2 separate regions of the Zea mays genome follow, and region 1 is linked to region 2. The links are chromatin contacts, called in public Hi-C maps. All regions are on one chromosome and are shown on one strand. The core of a region is the stretch at or near the end of the contact, and the rest is flanking DNA. Distances in the headings are between cores, read along the strand shown.

Region 1 (3,156 bases), core at 360-2,859, 110 kb after region 2:
CTTGTATAAGGGATGATGGACACAGTGCGCCGCGCAGCACGGGCGCACTGTTTGACAATGGACTGGACATGCGCGCCGTCTACAGGATGGCAGTGGCGCCACCTGCCAGCGGAGTGGACATGACGCATTAAATGCTAAGGGGCACATCACCTGTCAGTAGGGTGGACAAGCGGCGCGTCCTCTCCGTAATAAATGCAGAGACCGCGCGGCCTAGAGGCCTTACGTCAGGCTCCGCCCGCTGGCTTATGTCACGGGCAACAAGCCACGTGGCAGCATCGGGTCTCCGCCTGAGCGGGGAGCGCAAGCGCACAGGATAAGGCCTGGACACGTGTCAGTACCAGACCCTTGCTTAAGCCAGGGTATCCCCTGTCCCGGGACCTTGTTGTGGCCTGTACCTTACTCGGAGGGATCTGGACCCCATCCAATGGACCCGACATGTTTACTTGGGAGTCCCGGACCGTAACCGGGGGGTCCGGGTTGTGCGTACAGGGGTCCGGTACTTCCCCGCGGAGGTCCGGTCCAACTGATACATCCTGGGATGTATCATCTTTTCTCGCCACGTGGTGCCCCTTAAGCCGTCCACGTGGTGGGGTCGGGTGCTGTTTACCGTGCGGCTAGAGATCGTCGTACGGGCACCACGTCTTCATACTGTAGTAAGGGGTACCCCTGATTCAGGGTACCGACAGCACCATTAGCACTGAAAAACACCAATATAAATAGCATTAGAATTGTCAGTATAAAGTTTCTATGTATGTACTAGTGATTTCTAGTGCTCTGGCTACTAGTGATATTCAAACAAGTCGTCTAGCCCGGCTAGCCACGGGCCCGTGAAGCCTGGTCCGATTTGGATCCAACCCATCAGGCACGGTTAGAAAATTAGGCTGGGTCTAACAGGCCCGTAGGCTTGTTTTCCTGAATGGGTCCGGCACGCTACTGGCTTAACAGGATGGGCCGACCCGTAAGCACCAAAAAAGTGGGCCGAAAAGCGGGCTTAATAAGCTGAAAAGCACGGTTTAGTATAAAAAGGGGCCAAGCGCTAAACAGGTCGTGCCGAGCCAGCACGCCATGCTTGATTCTGTGTCCGGGCTCGACCCGCTTATTCGTGCCAAGCCGGTCAGTCCGTTTTAAGCGGACTTGTACCCTGCCAAAAAACGTGTTTTGGGTCGGACTTAGGGCTTGGTGGACATCTGTACCGACTACCATGTGTGATAAGTTGGTGAAAACGACCTGATCGGTTCGGTAGCAAGTAGCAACGAGCCAACGATAAGTATGACGCCATCTCATGAGTCATGAAGAAAGCTGATTATGACTGGGAAGCTTCGCTAAGATGATCCGGTCATGGAAATGCCTAGGATAGCTACCACCACTCGGTGAATTATCTCAGAAGATGGTGGCCTTAGCTGTCCTCTAAGCGAAACGCTGAAAAGCCATCGAAATTCCTGAGCTGGTGCCTGTTGTACTTGCGGACGAACGGTTAGTGGTTTGCTAAAGTCATTATATTGTTTGTTCTTTTAATAATAATAACTGTAGCCCAACGGTGTTATGGGACATATCCGGGCTTCTAAGGTTTTTCAGCCCAGCAATCCTTGGACAACTCCGATCCAAACTATTTGAAGGCCCAAAGCTTTTGCTGGAACATTGCGCACTCACCAGCAACAGGCCCAGTCAACAAAGCAGGCGTAGATCAGACTGCCTAAGGTTTTCGGCCGATATTTAGGCCTGTTTGTGAGGAATTCACTTCAAGAATTTCAACTTCTCTTTTCCAACTTCATCATAAAACAGCTCTAACAAACTGTTGTAGTGAGTTTGAGCAGTGTTTAGCCTGCACATGGACTCCAGCTTTTGTAATTCAATTGATTTGTGTCAGTTTACTTGATTACTCTTGATTATTGGTGGTTGTCACAAGAGAATCGAAGCACTACGTTGTGTAACTAGTGGCGCGGTGCTAATTTTATGTAACTTCATGAGGAGTTATGAAAACAGTATTTGCGAAGCATCCTTTGATAAGCTTTGTGATTTTTGTGAAGATGGTCTCTAGTTTCAATTTTTTCCAAAGCCCAAAATTTTTGAAATAAAGCCTCCCAAATAGGCCCTCAATATAGAAAGCAAAAAATATGGCGTCATTTTTTTACTAATTAGTTGATCGTGCATCGCTACGGTTTCTATATGTCGGGGACCGTAATTAGGGGTACCCCCAATGCTCCTTAACCTGGTTGGAAAACATCTTCAGAAACAAACTGCAAAGACTGATAAGCACGGTTCAAGTCAAGGCCTCGTCTACCAAGGGACGCGATCTCGCCTCGCCCGAGCCCGGCCTCGGGCGGGAACAGTAGTCCCAGACGAATTCACGCCTCGCCCGAGGACCTCCTCAGGCAGTGGGCGCACCCTCGGCTCGCCCGAAGCCCAGCTTGGTCAAACTTTGTCGTGTAGCGACCTCAGCCAAATCGCCTTACCAACCGACCATACCGCATGCGCATTTAATGCGGGGATCGCCTGCCACCTTATCCTGACACGCGCGCCTCAGTCGGCAAGGTCGAAGTGACCGCAGTCACTTCGCCCCTTTACTGACCGTTCTGACAGGAAAATAGCGTTATTCACCCCGTTCCGACTACTGTGCCAACCACCAGGGTAAAGCTGAGTCACGACCTCCCCCGAGTTTAGCCTCGAGCGCAACAGGGAGCTCCGCCTCGCCCGACCTCAGGCCTCGGCCTCAGCCTCGGCCTCGGAAGAAGGTCTCCGCCTCGCCCGACCCTGGGCCTCGGCCTCAGCCTCGGCCTCGGGAGGAGTCACAACCTCGCCCGACCTCAGCCTCGGCCTCAGGAGAAGTCTCCGCCTCGCCTGACCTCGGCCTCGGACCGACTACGCTACAGGGGATACATCATTACCCTACCACTAGCTAGCCACCCCTTGCTACGAAGGAACAAGACCAGAGTCTCATCAAACTACTCCAATAGCAGGTAATGATGGTTCCCCGCGTCCGGCCATGACATCGATGGCTCTCAGCTCCTTACGGAAGCAAGGAAACGTCAGCAGGACCCCGGGCCGCACCGTCAGCTACGCTTCTACGGGGCTCAAGCACTTCTCCGACGGCCACGTTAGCACGTGTACAGGGCTCAAGGCACTTCTCTGCCAGCCACGTTAGCACATAGCTACACC
Region 2 (3,110 bases), core at 444-2,943:
ATCATCACAAGAGAAAAGGGCCGGTGAACGCTCGCCTCGGTCGGTCGCGTGACACCCGCCGATTCAACCGGAGTCTCGGAACCAAGCAAGCCGAAAAAAGGTCGCCGATCCAGGCATGGGGCAGGAGCCGCGGGCCGTGACAAACTGCACCGACCAGAATGCGCCGCATCGGGGTGGTGGATGGCTGACTGACGACCGGCCACTTGCGTACGTTTTCTTGGTACCAAAGGAAGTAGTAATTGATTATCACCACCGCACCACATGAGCAGTACGAGTCTCCATCGTCGAACTATCGGAGCGGAGATCACGTCGTACAGTACGTGTACTCGGATATGCCGTATAACCCGTCAGCAGGTCGGCGCAAAGATACCTGGTGATCGAGCTAACGGATTGGATGACATCCACCTCTTTCACAGTACGTACTATAATTTGAACTAATTGTTGACCAGATTTTGACTCCCGTCTCTTGAAATACGAATTGTTTTATTTCAGGTCGGCAACAAATTCGTTCAATTGAAGAACTTTGGAACAGTTATGTTTTGCGCATCATTTCCTTGGAAGAGGTGACGCTAGAAGGTAAGTTATAATGCAATTCCAAACATCTTTTAAAGCTTAATGTTAGAATACTTGATTGGCTTTTGGTTCATATAGTGTAACGTTAACGTTAGGAAAAAAAGTCCAAATTACTCTCCACACCTACGAACGAATGTTCATATAACACTCTAAAGTACTTTTTTAGTTCAATTTATCGCTCCACATGTTTGAGTTGGTTCAATCTATCCCTTAACAAACTTTATTTTTTTTATTTCTCTATGTATAAATTGAGTTTCCACTTTCTAGTCCAAATTTTATTGGTTAGTAGCTCAGGCCACAACTTAGCCTACAAAAAAAAATTATAATTTTTCATAATTCTTTTGACAGGTTACATATTCTATAATAACTTTAATGGTAGAAAACTAAATATTAAATAATCATAAAAATTCTTAATATAATTTTTAACATAAGTTATGATGTCCTTAATCACCTTAGAAAATATAAATTTTAAATTCAACTTTTACATAGAGAAATTAAAAAAAGACAAATATTATTAGTTAAAACGAAAGGATTGGTAGTTTTTTTTTAACTCTTCGAGGTGCTCTTGACAGAGCTTTTTGAGAGACTTGAGCTTTATAGCTTCTTTGGCTTCTCGAGGATAACCCTATTAAACGCTAACTATATCTTGCCATATACAGCGTTAGAAAGCTCAGTTGGGTAAGGCCTAGTTGCTTTATGCGTATTCGATCTTATATGTTTTCCGCCGTTGGCAAGTCGAGAACCATGCCACCATAGCAGCAGGTTCATGCTTGTGTGTTGTTCCGGTCTAACAGAGAAAGCAGCAGGCAGCAGCAGATGCACATATTTGTCAAAACCTGTGTCTGAAATGAACAGGACGCCGCTATCCCGAAACGCACTAATTAGCATCGAGCATGCACAAAGCTAACCCAGAGCTGCGTCCTTCGTGCGACCACGACAGCAGCCTTCGGGGAAGCGTACAGATGGCCACGGCAGAACAGAAAGCAGGGCCCGGCCGGCCGGTTGCCAGTGCCAGCCATCCGGAACCTTGCAGTTGCAGTCCAGCAGCACCCGTCAGGCCGTGAGCCACAGAACCTGCCCCCCACGTCCGGCACGCGTATCTCGCGTCACCCACACAACACAAGCAAGCGAGGAAGAATTAGCACGAATCGCATGACCGCGCAGGGCTAATTTAATGACAGCCCTCAGCCCAGCCTCGCCCCGCCCGCTAATGACAGCGACGGCGGCATCTCGCTGTCTCCCGGTGACGAAGATAAGACGAAGGGGTCGGGGGAGGCGGAGAGCAGCAGAGCTAAGCGCGGCTACAACTATAAGCTTAGCGGTTTTATCCGGTTTACTAGAGCTTAAGTTAGGTGGGCTTGTGTCTCGTGCGCTTTGCTTCTCAGGCACCAGCTCAGCGCAAGCCAATACACACACATGCATCCCCGCTCGAATACGCGTCTGGCCGCCTCCGCTGTGCTTGTTAGCATGCCGCTTTTCACCATGGCGGCCCGCACGCTTCCTTCCCGCTTCTTTACCAACCCTTATATACCCCCGGCACCCCCTCGCCCATCCCATGACACCTCTTGCCCCGCACGAGCTGCAAACGCGCAACACTCGAATAGCTAGCTGACAGCTGCTGGGGAGGGAGGGAGGGATATACCTGTGCGCGTGCACGCGCCATAGATAGGTAGGTGCACTGACTCCACTGCTGCAGGAGCTGAATTTGGCACATGTCAGCAGGTGCCCAAACAGATGGGCGTGCCCTAACGGTTCATGGCTGAGAAGCAGCCGCCGGCACCCCATTCTCCTTCCCCGGCGGTGCAGGTGCAACCGGCCGGGCCGGCAGCCGGCGGCCACAGCCACCACCAGGCGGCTTCTGCTTCGGCTTCGGGCCCAGCCTCGCCTCATTCCCCTTCTCCGGTGGTGCAGCAGGGCGACGGGACGTCGTCGGCGCGGGCAGCTGCCATCACGGCTCCGCCGATGGCGACGACGACCGCGACGAGCTCGGGGGAGCCGTCGCCGCGGTCGTCCGGGAAGCACGCATTCTACCGAGGCATACGGTGCCGGAGCGGCAAGTGGGTGTCGGAGATCCGGGAGCCCCGCAAGGCGCGGCGCATATGGCTCGGCACGTACCCGATGGCGGAGATGGCCGCGGCCGCCTACGACGTGGCGGCCCGCGCGCTCCGCGGCGCCGACGCCGTGCTCAACTTCCCCGGCGCGATCGCCTCGCGCGCGGCCCCAGCGTCCGCGTCCCCCGAGGACATACGCGCCGCGGCGGCCGCGGCCGCGGCCGCCGCGCAGCTCGAGTACTCGCATCAGGGTCGTACCGCCAATCCTCCTCCTCCTCCTGCTTCTCCTCCTTCTCCTGCTGCTGCTGCTGCACAGGACTGGCATCAACAGCACGACGCGGCGGCGAGCTACACGCCGCAGCAGGAGGCCGGCACTGACGAGTTCATGGACGAAGAGGCCATCTTCGAGATGCCGCAGCTCCTGCGGAACATGGCGGCGGGGATGATGATGAGCCCGCCGAGGCTCAGCCCCGACACCTCCGACGA

What was found. A called contact is a pair of places that touch in the nucleus more often than the background predicts.
Region 1: a Hi-C map of leaf shows a contact between it and region 2, with 2.4 times the contacts expected there. The contact joins the enhancer-like site here to the promoter of LOC103627544 in region 2. A contact is called at or near these places in 6 of 25 Hi-C or Micro-C datasets (ear, leaf and tassel).

The regions. Positions count from the first base shown.
Region 1 is chr5:203,691,707-203,694,862 of Zm-B73-REFERENCE-NAM-5.0, forward strand. No RefSeq gene overlaps it. Among protein-coding and RNA genes, the nearest start is that of LOC100284491, 45 kb to the right of the region's middle. Within about 2 kb of position 1,610, at least 15 of the 20 cell types and tissues checked have an H3K27ac peak or open chromatin away from gene starts, as enhancers often do. A contact at or near this core is called in ear, leaf and tassel, where this site is marked.
Region 2 is chr5:203,585,369-203,588,478 of Zm-B73-REFERENCE-NAM-5.0, forward strand. It overlaps LOC103627544 (ethylene-responsive transcription factor ERF027), which reads left to right and starts at 1,694. Exons shown (of 1, transcript XM_008647830.2): 1 at 1,694-3,110. The coding sequence starts at 2,329.